2 separate regions of the Columba livia genome follow, and region 1 is linked to region 2. A link is a contact called in public Hi-C data. All regions are on one chromosome and are shown on one strand. The core of a region is the stretch at or near the end of the contact, and the rest is flanking DNA. Distances in the headings are between cores, read along the strand shown.

Region 1 (6,718 bases), core at 2,545-5,044, 84 kb after region 2:
CTTGTTTCTGAATGTTAGTAATAAAGGAAATAGCTAGAATAGTGTTCAGTTTTCTGGTTTAAGTTGCTCTGAGATACTTCCTTCACTAGAGGGAGAGACAAACAGTAAAAGCCTACATGTTCTGTCTCTGAGGTTCTGATTTCTTTCTCCACAGGAACAGCCGTGGGACTCTTCGCTTGAGATACCTTGGAAGGTGTTAACTTCTCAAGAGGTTTCAGCTCAGAAAGAGGAATCCTCCCTGGCGATATTCCCCATGGCAGATGCTCCCCTAAAGCCTTGTCCTGAACCTCGAAAGCTCCTGATGAATCTTGAAACCTCTGCTTAATTAAAAACAAACAAACAGCATTTATATCTTGCTTTAATAATATGTCTCATTCTGTTTTTACTTAAGATGTTGCATGATTACATCGCTGCAATGATCCTGGGGTGTGGGTATTAGCAGGCAAAGAGGGAACACATTGCTCTGAGCTATGAAGAAATCAACACCAACCACAAAGGTAATGGGTGGATCTTGAAGGCATCTGCCTTCATCCAGCTTTCCAGGGCTGGAGCTGCATCCTGGTGCAATGCTCCAATCAGTTTATTGCGTTAATGGCATCTTGGACAGGCACTGTGTCCTTGGGTGAGAGGAATCTTTCCAACTGCTACCGTCAAATACCTGCTGCCTCACGCCTGAGTTACCGTATGGCAGCGTGAAGGCACCCAAACAGACCTGGACACACATATTTAGAGACAGTCCCAATACAGGTGCAGTTGGGGGTGTTTTGTGGCTCTTCTGCAAAAGCCCAGGAGGCACAGAGGGTCTTGCTGGCACCGGGAGCTGCACATCCCTGTTTCAGTTTCCAGGGTTAGCCTCAATTTCTTATGCTCACAAGAGAAGTGGTGAAGAAGGGCAGTTCCCAGCTGCATCTCTTCCCCTTGCAAGCAGGGCTGGACAGACATCTTTAACTGAGAGAAGGCCTTTTGCAATCCGCTCTGCCTCCCAAAGCAACAGGACAGTGTGTTTTCTCCAGGCAGGCAGATATCTGGCTGCCCACATTCGTGTTTGCAATGTTCTTCCATGCAGGGCATTGCAGAAAACCAGTGGGCAGTCAGTCCTAACAGACCTGACATTTGGAGGACTGCTGGCAATCACAACTGCAGCCCGTTTCTGCACCTCACCCACCACTTAGCTGCTGCTTGTAGGTAATTACACCGACTGTTGCTTATAGAGGATCCTTAGAGATTCTCCGGCCTCTGGAAATCTCGGCTGATGAAAGGAAGGGCTCAGAGTCACAGCGTTAATTTATTATTCATTAACAGCAAAGCGCTGGCAGTGTGGCATGCTGTACAGGCAGCAGTCTCACAGTCAAATAGTTAATGATCTTAAGCGACAATGTGTCACTCTGCAGAGACCAGAGAAAGCAGCTCTCTGAAGGGAGACAATTTACTTCCAAAAGACATGACTCTCTGCAACCATTTAGTGCCAAGTCCCTTCCCGGGGCTGGAACATCCCTCCTGTGAGAGGGAGGTCTGTGTGCAGGAAGGCATTTCGGTGTCAGATGCAATTTCTTAGGACCAAGACAAATTGAGGCTCTGAGAGATTGTGCTGGGGGTGTGTGGCTCAGGGGCTTCACACTCCTTCTTGTCCCCATTCACTGAGTGAGGGAGTTGGGGGTAAGAGATCACCAGCTCCAGCACTTATTTGCTTTCCTGGGAGCAGCGGAGGGGATGAGGATGGTCCCCAGGAGCCATGGTGCTTTGGAGACAAGTGGAGCTCCCGATCGCACCCAAGATGCCAGTGGTCCTCAGGGGGAATCTTCCAGGGGCCATGTCTGCTAAGCAGAAAAATCCACAGGGCAATTGGGGGGAAACTGTGAGTAGAAATGAATGGGGACCAATCCTTCACCTTGATGCAGAGCTTGGTTACTCAGGAGTAACTGAGGGCAGAGCAGGACCCTGGCGGCACCCCCTACCCCCAGCGGGGAGATCCTTAGGATGGAGATGAACCAAGTCCTCTTTCATGGGCAGCTCATTGGAAATCATTTTTTTGCTGCTGCTCAATAAAATCCTGCCACAACAACACAAAATCCTCTCACCATTACTAATCTAACACCCCCTCCAGGAAATTCAAGGCAGGAAATGTTGTCTGCCTGCTGAGGTATTTTATGGTACAATTCTTTAAGCAGTACCTCAGCACTTTATGTCATTATCTGATGTTTGTGAATTTAGGAAATGTCGTTCAATTACCCCACAACCTGATTAACACATTGCATGTAGTTATTTTGTTCTGCTCTATTTTATATCAAAGCTTTTGTTTTAGTGGATTGTTGCTGGCCAAAATATACCTCAGGCCAGTCTAGACCTTTCTGTTAATGCCGTTTCTCTCTGAGGCTCCATTCAGGATAAATGGTTTGTTACTACGTTCTTTCTCGATGCGGAGAAAAATGAAATGATGTTTTAAAAGAAAATTACTTAGAGACGTCTTTTTTGGGGGCTGGCTGTGTCAGAGCTGTTGCAGGGAGGCAGAGCTGAGATTTGTTGAGGGTTGGGAGGTGTGGGGCCAGATCCTCAGGCTTTTGCTGTTTGTATGCGGCTCCTAGACAGTCAAATTATTCCAGACACCCTTGCCTGTGATATCATCTGTGCTTAAACGACTGGAGATATGCAGGCAGCAATCAGATAGCTGAACTGCAAGGAGAAATATTACATGAGAGCAGCTTAGAGCAGGGGCTTTGCTTGCTGTAAATTGAATTCATGTTGTCATAGAAGATCCAGTTCTGCCCCCATGTGCAGAGGTCTGGGAACAGCAACCTGTTTTGGGGAGCTCTTGCCGTGTGCCACATCACTCATCAACGGGAAATAAATGCATTTCACATTTGTCTCTACAGTAGCACAGACTGGAGCACAGCACCACTTTATTCTTGATTACGGTGCGGTGTGTGACAGCAGGATACAGGAGCAAGGACAATGATATCGCTGCTGGAATAACAACTTGTGGTCTTGCAGGCACACATCCACCTTTCTGATTTTTCAAAAGAATTTTAAAGTATCATTTTTCTTTGTAGCCAGATGAAGCCCGTGACAAGGTTTAAACTAAGGCAGGGAAACTAAATGAAGAACATTTTAGGTGGTGGTAGATTATGGACTTGTTTGACACAGGGAATCTTAAGACCAGAGGAAAAGATTTCCAGGAAAATATCACTGTTATGGGAAGAAATTTCCAGAGTTTTTAGAAATATACCTCAATACAAGAGGATCCATCACAGGACTTCCAATGTTTATCCCACTCATATGGCTACAATCTTCTTAAAAGTTTGCCCTCCAAGAACTTGGAATAGCAGGGGGAGTTTTAGTTGAACTTTTCTGTGGTTCTCCTATCTGTAGAAAGGGTAAAATAATCCTGTGGCCCAAGCTACTTTATGGAGCCCACTATCATGAGACTCCTGAATATCACCGAGGGGTTTTGGCAGGTGTGTTCATTTTACCTTTTGCATTTGCAACATGTGTATGGCATTTCCCAAAGCTCACTCTTCCCAGTGCATGGAGACAGTCATTTTTGACTTCTCCTAATGCCTGTTTTCAACCCATCTGCTGCACTACAATTGCTCCTGTCCCATCCCTCTGCTTCTGGTTAATGGAGCTCCTTGTGCAACCCCATGTCACACCCAGCCCAGCAGCTCTTGCTGCTGCCAATTGTCTCCCCCCCTTTCTCATAGACCCTGTAGCCGGACTCTTTCCTTGCTCCTCTTCCTCCCCCTGCTGCCCTGTGAAGTGGCAGGGATTTCTGGAGGAAAAGAGCTGCTTTTGGAGCAGTCCTCGTTGGCTACCCAGACCCTCAGAAGCAGATGCAGATCAGAGGGAGATCTCCCCGGCAGATCTAACTAGTCAAAGGGCGGGTGTTGGCCAAACGAATGACGCCGTTCCCCAGCAGATACTCTGCCACTCACAACAACTCCTGAGCCACCAGTGTGACCTCAGCCTGGCTGGAGATGTAACCGGAGAAGCAGCAAAGCTTCTGGTAACTGGGGAGCACAGATCTGGAGGTGGGTTTGGAGAAGCTCGGGTCACAGGGCTGACAAGGGTTCAGGCTGTGTTCCACTGCGAACCCAGCAAGTGCCATCTCCACCAGCTGCAGGTTGTGAGGAAGCCTTGTTTTCAGGCTTTGGCATTCTTGCCCCTGGAGAATAATCAATATTAATGCTTCTGTGATTACAGCTTCCCTTCCAAATATGCTCACAATCAGTTCAAGGAATTTGAAAGTCAAGGCACTCAGGATGCTAAGAATACAACAGAAACAGATTTCAAAGGAACCCTTCAACTTCTGATATTTGTGAATAAGATCCAAACAGCATTACTCATTTATTTTTCAGGAAAACGATTTCATTGATATGAACAGGCTAAATCCCACAAGCCCTATTCTGTGCCTATAGTTCCCTTGCACTTTCAGCTACTTTTTTATGATTTATCTGCCCATGCCAAGCCTTGAACTTCTCCCAGGATAATAAGAAAAACAATCCTGATATTCTATTTAAAAAATCATGCTGCCTTTAAACCACATATATGAATCAAGCTTCTTCTAAAGCACAAACATGCTCCATCTCTCACTTCCTTCCGTCTCTACCTTAAATCAAAAATGTATTATTTTATGCAATATTCCTTATTTATTTTTCCATACACTCGTGATAGAGTTGAACCACTTAACAGAGCCTAGCACATTATTCTTCACTTATCTTCCTTAAAACATGACTTCAGCTGATACTCTAAATTTAACGCCACATAATAGTGGGGGAAGGGGGAGCCTAAGGACTTGCCTTCTGTTGGCAGATGCTGTGAATTTTTCTTGAATGTCTTTGGTATTAAGAAGCCCCTTTCACCACTTGCTTGCCATTAAGAGGAAACATTATCCCAGTATGGATTTAAGTCTACTTATTCTCATAATTTCTTAATCAGACTCATTCCCATTGTCAACAGATGAATAATTATTGCTCCTACACAGAAATGTCTTATAAACTTCTGAAGTTTTAGCAAATGCTTTCCAGTTGTGATGACTGTTTTCTCTCTGTTGGTGAGAAATCCAGTGTACCAGGAAGCTACAGGAGAGAGTGTGGAGGGGTTCATTGAGCCCTCAGCATCTTTACAGTACACTGACACCTGCCAAACCCCAGATTTTATGCCTATAACAGTTTAGAGCATGCCAAGCTGCTCTCCCCCCACCCTGGTGTACCCTGCAACTCTCCTGGAGCCCCAATACTGTCCAGTGTATGCAACATGGTGTGCACAAGTTCAAACCACTTTCAACAAATGGCCTTTTTTTGCATTACCAACTTCCATATGTAATTTCACAACGTCTATTATTGAGACAGTGCTCTCGTTTGGAAAGTACAAATCACTCATTGTACAGCAGGCTGCTTTTGTTAACAGCTGGGTGTAGCTCCCATTTTTGTTTAATTCTTCTGGGTATCTCTAACAAGTATTCGATAGAGCTTACCTCAATAATCAATACAATTTTCCTAGTTTACATAGCAAATAATTACTCTACGGGATTACTTTACAAGGTCAGGGGAGATGTGTATATATATTGCAGGGAGAGCAGGCTGAGAACCATCTACCGAACACCACAGGGGAAGGTTTGCAAGTAACGGGGTCCACAACCATCTCCGCTATGCAGACAACAAGAAGTGCTGCCCTTCTTGGGCTTGCACTTCTCAGCTGCCTTTCTGGTAAGTTGGTTTTGTTCCAGTCTTTGCTGGTGTCTCTAGTCCTCCTGAACCTCTGTCTTCATATAAACATCTTAAAGGAGAGTTCGATCTTTTGAAGAAGTGGTGATTTAGCAATAAGTGAGCTCTCTTCTAATGAACTTTATCTTTGTGCAGATAAATACTGTAGATCATTAGGATGCATTTGTCTGATTAAAATGTATGAGGCTTAGTGGGGATAATAGTACTGCAAAAGGAGAAAATTTTGTACTATTTCTTCTTTAGTGAGTCAAAATTTCTGGTTTCTCAAATAAGGACTTTTTAAAGCTTAGCACATAACTTCTTGTTTACTTGGAGCAGACAAATCATTTGGGAAAATAATAACTTCTCAGTAATAAGAAAGTGTATTTGGTTACTATATTGAGAAACTGATGATTCCTGAGGAATTTTGGTCAAGGACATTGTACAATCTTTGTATTTTATAATCTCTGTTTTTATTGTAGATATTGTTGTTGCTGAACGACTGGTGAGTAGCAGATATTCTTTGTCATTTAGATTTCTAAGTCTAGATGAATTATTCATACACTGTGTCCCAGGGAAGGCTTGAGGGAGAAAAAAATAAGCGAGTGACTGAGAAAGAAAGAATTAAAAGCGCCTCTAAGTATTATAACACCTCTTGTCCCCAAAATAAGAAAATACTTTTGTCAGAGGAAGATAACTTACCATGTTGATGACAAAAAACCCAACGAATAATGTAGAGTGAGAATCAGCACAGCACAGAATGCCAGCAGAAAATCTATATGACTATTGAATAACTGCCTAAATATCTTCCCTGTCTTGGTTCCCCAAGGAATGATCATCTTTGCCTGCAGCTCTTGCCGAAAGCACTGAAAGTCTTAATAATGAAAAGGTGCTTTTGCATGCCATAAGAAATGCAGTATATTTTGTTCTCTTGAAGGACCGACAGAGAAAAAAAATGACCAGCAGTAGTTTCCCAGTGCAGAGAAAACACGATTAACAGGAGGAAACAGTTAAAATAT
Region 2 (5,890 bases), core at 2,761-5,260:
GGAGCGTTCCTGGGTCAGGGACAGTGCAGGGGGTGCTGCCTCCTGGCAAAACTTTCTCCCCGATTGCTTGTTCCCTTCTCCTCGGCTCCTGTGCGGGATCTCTGTGGGATGTGGAGGCAGCGGGAGTACGTGGGGTTGGTCACCAAGGAGCTGAAACACGAAGCTCTGCTCTTCTTGCTTTCCCTGGCATTATTGGAGAAAAAGCATCATTTCCCCCACTCCTACAGAAAATGCCGAAAGCAAAGAATTCCTTAATAAAATTGCTTCTTTATTAAATCCTGTTTGCCTCCCACCTCCACATCTGACTGACCCTGCAGCTGCTAGAGAGATCCAGAGCAGAGTGATTAAACTCTGTGGCCGGTAATTGGGCAAACACGGTTTTCAGTCTCCTCCAGCAAGGCACTCCCCCTTTCTCTGAGCTAGAACCAGCACACCCTACCCGCTCCCTCTTTCACACAGCCAGACAAGATGGGAAGCATATGGTATGTACCTTCCTTTTGGGGTCACAGACTCCTGGAGGATGATCTGGTCTAATCCGACCTATTGCATAGCTCAGGACAACTTTGTCCTTGCTCCCGAAGACTGCCTGTCCCCTCTGTGGTCCTTAACTAACCCCATATCCTCAAGACCAGGAATTTTGTTTTCAGTGGAGGTCTGAAATGCGGAATATTTTCACATTTTTGTCAAAGATTTTTGTCAAGTTTTCATAATGCTGCCTATCGCTTTGTATGCCAGTCGATAAACAAACAAAAAGCAAATTACTTTCATCACAACCCCAGAAATATTTGGTGTTTTTAGCTCTTCCTGTGAGTTCCTTTGGCAGTGCTGATGGCTGTTGACACATGGCTTGCCCCCTGGCCCAGGACTCAGAAAAAAACCTATTCTACTCCTGATTTCAATGAAATGTGTGGCTAGAGGAGGCTGAAATTCATAGGTCCATCTCACAATACCATTTTGGACAATTAGAGGAGACGAGGCTTTTCCAGCAGAGAGCTCTCAGTCTGCTTAGCTGCATGGGAAAAGCTGGCTATAGAAAGATGTGGAAAGGAAGGGAAAAGTAATGCCAACTATGAAATAAGGCTTTCATTTCTCACAACATTTCTTCCTCCCGTTAGCTATGGAGAGATTTTAAAATGAGAAGTGCACTTTTTCAGAGGCTGATAGAAACGAGATCTTGGGAGGAAAAAGAAAACAATAGTGGACACAGGCTAGAGCTGGTGTTGCTGTTTCTGTTGCCGGACTCTGATCCTGAATGTACCAAAAAGGGGAGAGAAAAGGTCGTCAGAGTTCGGACACACTGAGCCTGTTTCCAGAGAAGGCTTTTCCTCAAAGCCACGCTGCCACAGGGTGCCATGAGACCCATGTTAGTTCAGAAGTTCATTTATAAATTTGAACTTTATTCTTGGTGAGCTCTTACCCTGCCAACATTTACTTCTGGTTGGTTTAGCCATAATCAATATGCGCTTATTGTTGTGTTAATCATTTGTATCTGCTCTCCGGTGTGGAATACAATACTTCCTGAGTGAAATCTCCCCAAAGCTGATAGATCATGGTTAAACACTGCTGATAAACTTTAGCTAACTGCTGTTGACCCTTGGGTTGGGCTGAGATTAGATAAGGCCTAATTAACTCTTGCTCCTTTTCCTAATGACTGCTCAAGCTCAAAGACAGAGAGAAAAAGTTTAAGGCAGCTAAAATAGGGACACTGTGATGCTTTGGGCCATAGCTGATGGCTGTTGCTTGTCATCCCTCCAAAAATGTGCTTTGTTTTGAGTGCTGGGACCTGCTCCTGGGACACATATGAGGTATTAGAGGAAAGATGCTGGGGTATAAGAGCATTGGCACGGGCAGCCCTGCCAGGAAAGGTGATGCTGTGGGCATTGTTGGCAGCAATGTGCTTTCAGCTTTGGTCAATGGTCTTGATTAAAGAAGGATTTTGTCTTTGATTTAGGGAGCCTTTGAACATAGTGGATAAACATTTCCTTTCAATCAAGGGTTTCCTTTTGATTTCTGCATATAGTCAGCTCCCTATGTCCCTTGGTGAGCTTTGCACTTGAATCACTTTCCTAATAAATGTGACATTATTTTTGATGTCTTGTACGTTCTCAGCCTGGTTGTGAAAGCAAGGTGCTCCGCTGTGAAAACGCTGTCTCCGATGCCCATCGGGGGTATGAGGAGCAGCCCTTTTGCTCTGGTAATGGAGATGAAACAATTCACTGCTGAACCTTCTTTCCCCAAGCAGCTTTTAACTTCTTTGGTTTTTTTCTTCTACACAACGAAGCGCCTGCCAAAGCCTGCAGTATGCTTTGCCTTCTTATCCTTATTCATCCCTGCCAAGATCCTCTTTTCTTCATTCCTTCAAATTTTTGAGCTTCTGGAAGCCCCTGGCTCATATAATAGTTTCAAGTTGCACTCAGCAAGAAACTTGGTTCTCCTGTTAAAAACCAGCTGAGGTTCCCATGTTATGCTGTTGTTTCTGTAGGAAATACTCAGAGATGTTACATCTCCATCGAGGTGCAGACATGAATCAGACACAGACGCAGCTGCCACAAGTCCCTTTTACTCCGGGAACTACAGTTTCACCGTCTGGGACTGTCACCTGTTGGCTCATTTTGACATTTTACGCCCTGCTGACATTTATGTCCTTTCACTGGATCTGGCATTGCCTTTCCCACTGGATCCGGGCTTTGTCATTTCCAGGATCCTATAAATTCAGCTTTCAGCCATACAGAGCCCTGAGATTTTTATGGATGTGGAACAAAGATACATAAATGATAATTAAAGCCTCCATAGAAACACTCAGTGCCGGTCAGAAGTGTAAGTCATAAGTAATTATCATGATGTCCAGCTTTGCATTTATGATGCTGTATTATTATAAACTAGAGCTAACATTACGAGACTTAGACAGTCAGCAGTGGACTGGAGAGGTAAAAAACTTGGAGGAGGTCTCTGGGTCCCTTGTGAGGACAGGGTGCTGGACTAGGCGACCCGGTGCTTTCCGGGATACTGCTTTTATGCTCTTCCATCACATCAATATTTAAATCAAGGATTAAAACATTGATGACACCTAAGAGCTTTGCTGTCTGTACTTCATTGGCATGTAGGTCTTGCTCTGACTGAAGCCTCAGGACCTCCCATGACCTTGGTCCCAAGGAGCACTCAGTGTTTTACTGTGTTAGTGCACTTAACATCACCTATGTCTGTTGCTTGCTGAAAAGCCAGGGAAACATTTTCAAACAAAATTGTTCTGACATCCCTCAGACTTCCAGCCACAAGTGTGGGGTTGGCCTCATGGGCAAGGGGGCCCTGGAGGGAGCTGGGGACTGGGTTGGAGACCACCTGCTCCCCTTCACAGCCAGCAATGACACCTTCCAGAGCTCCGCACAGGGGTCACGAGCCTGTCTGGGCTCAGCATACCAAGGGGTCACCCCTTGCCCACTCTTCCCAGCATCAGGGGCTCCCACACAGCCCTTTCCGCAGCCCCAGCACCACCAACAAGTGTGACCCTGAGCCAAATGTCGCAATATCTGCCTGTTAACACCCCAGTTCCCGGGTGTCGGGACTGTAAGAGAAGTTCTGCTTTTACTTTAGCCCATTCTCTCTCTCGGGTTTGGAAGAAGGCTGGAAAATGTGAACCACCCCAAACAAGCCTGTTGGTAAATGACTTTATTTTGAAAAGGCTTAAGAACCATTTGTGGTTTCTAAGCTGTGATTCATGATCATCTGGGTCTGGTTTGTGATGTTTGAATGCTTTTGACTGGTGACTGTTGCAATTTCCCTGGGGCACTGGTGGAACATGCTGCTTCTTGTCTCTCTCCGGACTTCAAAACTTTCAAGTCCTTGACAAAAGTAAATCCTAGCCCTCTTCTGAGGACTGAGGCAGCTTTTTACTGTGCAGATCCCACCCTGGCTGGAGAGGAATTGTGGGCACCAGTCTCAGTGTGTCCTCCTGGCTACCTTCCCATCCCACTCTACATTTTGCTTGGTGGCTGCTGCACACAATATGCTTCTCTTGGTGCAAAGCAGTGAGACCCACCAAGGTGAGACCCTGCAGCTCCCAGCTGCTGCTGCTCTGCTTGTTGTCCGGAGATCTAATCTGCCTCTCCATGGACAGGAGCCCCTGGCAAACCCATCCAGTTTTTGTCCGGTATTTCACCCACAGATGGCCCAGCACTGGACCTGGGAGCCTCTGACTCCCACCAAACCATGTGCAGCCCCTTGACTGACCCTGGAGGAAATATTCAGCTGGAGATCTCTGGTTCCTGCTTGGGGATGATGTGTGGACCAGTGAATTCAACGGTTCATGGGACTGGTGGCTAAAAGGAACCCCAGGCAGAGCAGGGAAGGCTTGTCATTTGAGGGACATCTGCTTGTGTGTGGGTCATGTTCCCACTCTTAACAGAAGAAGTTTAAATAAAAGATTTGGTGCCTCCCCCTCGTTCCCCTGCCGGAAGAAGAACAGCTGCTCAACGCTGTTAAAGTTAAAAGCCCTCAATTAGGAAGAACACTAAAGGACAACACAGGAAGCCAGAAAGATGCTCTGTAGCTAAAATAACTACTGTGAGGTGCTGTGATAACAGAGTGAGACCGGAGGACAAATTGCCGGAGTGACACCCTGTTCCTGTTTGCAAGGATGGGGTGGGAAGGATTTGCAAGGATTGTGGTGGGAAGGGTCAGGCAGGGGAGTGGGGACATCCCAGAGCACCAGTAGCTGGGCCCAGTTCCCCTTGCAGAGCCCCCTGCACACTGCGGTCAGGCTGTCATGAGCAAATCCCACAGATAAGGCAAACTAAAGGGATCTTTAGCTTCACATCCAAGTGCTCTGCTTTTTCCCACACATGCTATGAGACAAGTTTAATTTAATTTAATTTTTTTTTTTTTTTTAATGCGGGCACAGAAAAAGAAAGTTGCTTTGAGATGGTTTGTTCAGATCCTATAACTGGCATTCAAAGGAAGATGAGCTTTCCTGTGTGCAAAGAGTGGGGCTGAGGCAGGAGTTGGCTGGAAGGGAATTGGCTCCATCTGGGCCAAATTCTGATCAGAGAGGGGCAGGTTTGCAAAAAGACAACCAATTTTTCTCCTTGGAAATAAAAAGCTTCTGGCATCACCTGCTGCTTACGTTGCTGCAGTGCCAGCTAGTTTCTTTCCAGGCCCAAAGACCACAACCCTGACTCCAATAGGGGCTTAATTGCTATTAATCCTGTTAATTGAATTTGGTTCTCCTGTGCCACTCAGCACTCTGACTGAAGGATGGAAATAGAAAAAGACAATGACTGGGGAAACAAGCTCAGCTGACTCAAGGCATGTGATGAGCCCTGGTATTATAAATATGTGTCCCCCCGCATTGAGGGTCTGTTCTGGAGGGAAGATGGTTGGTCTCAGCAAGTGGTGGTGGGATTGTGCTGGAATGTGCTGTGGATGCTGCACTGGGAAGAAGTGGATTCTGCTGGAATTGGGATTTGAGCGATCTGTGGACTGAATGTGAAATCTTAAATTAGGTCAAATTTCAGGTAATTATGAGACTTGGGGAAGCAGTGTGACTAACTATACTCTCAAGGATGGCCCTGGTTTTGTAGGGCTTTATTTGAAAGTGTGATCTGTGATAGTATTTTTCATTTCAAAGCCGTCTGTTTGGGGTATGTGTGCAGCAAAGGTGGTTTTTGAAAGGGTTTTCTCTCAGGTGGCCCAGTGGAACCAACTTTCCCATCAGAGATGTGTCTGCATCTGCTCATGGGCAGGCAGATTTTTCACGCGTGCCAGGTTTATGAGGAGCCCTGCGATGCTGGCACCTGCACTGGTTTCTGTGCTCACCGGTAACAACTTGCAGCAAGAGAGCTGGAGCAGGCTCTATTCATTTCTATATTGACAATATTTCTGTTGGAAAAGGATT

Evidence for each region. A called contact is a pair of places that touch in the nucleus more often than the background predicts.
Region 1: a Hi-C map of crop shows a contact between it and region 2, with 2.6 times the contacts expected there. The contact joins the promoter of LOC110359585 here to the enhancer-like site in region 2. A contact is called at or near these places in 2 of 2 Hi-C or Micro-C datasets (crop and liver).

Annotation. Positions count from the first base shown.
Region 1 is chr14:4,312,489-4,319,206 of bColLiv1.pat.W.v2, forward strand. LOC110359585 reads left to right here and starts at 3,795. Exons shown (of 6, transcript XM_021289214.2): 1 at 3,795-4,025; 2 at 5,567-5,702; 3 at 6,182-6,204. The coding sequence starts at 5,645. It overlaps LOC102086398 (ovomucoid), which reads left to right. Exons shown (of 11, transcript XM_065029662.1): 11 at 155-349.
Region 2 is chr14:4,228,006-4,233,895 of bColLiv1.pat.W.v2, forward strand. The region is part of intron 2 of LOC102087267 (serine protease inhibitor Kazal-type 5-like); the gene reads left to right. Among named protein-coding and RNA genes, the nearest start is that of SPINK1, 7.9 kb to the left of the region's middle. Within about 2 kb of position 4,011, at least 1 of the 3 cell types and tissues checked has an H3K27ac peak away from gene starts, as active enhancers do.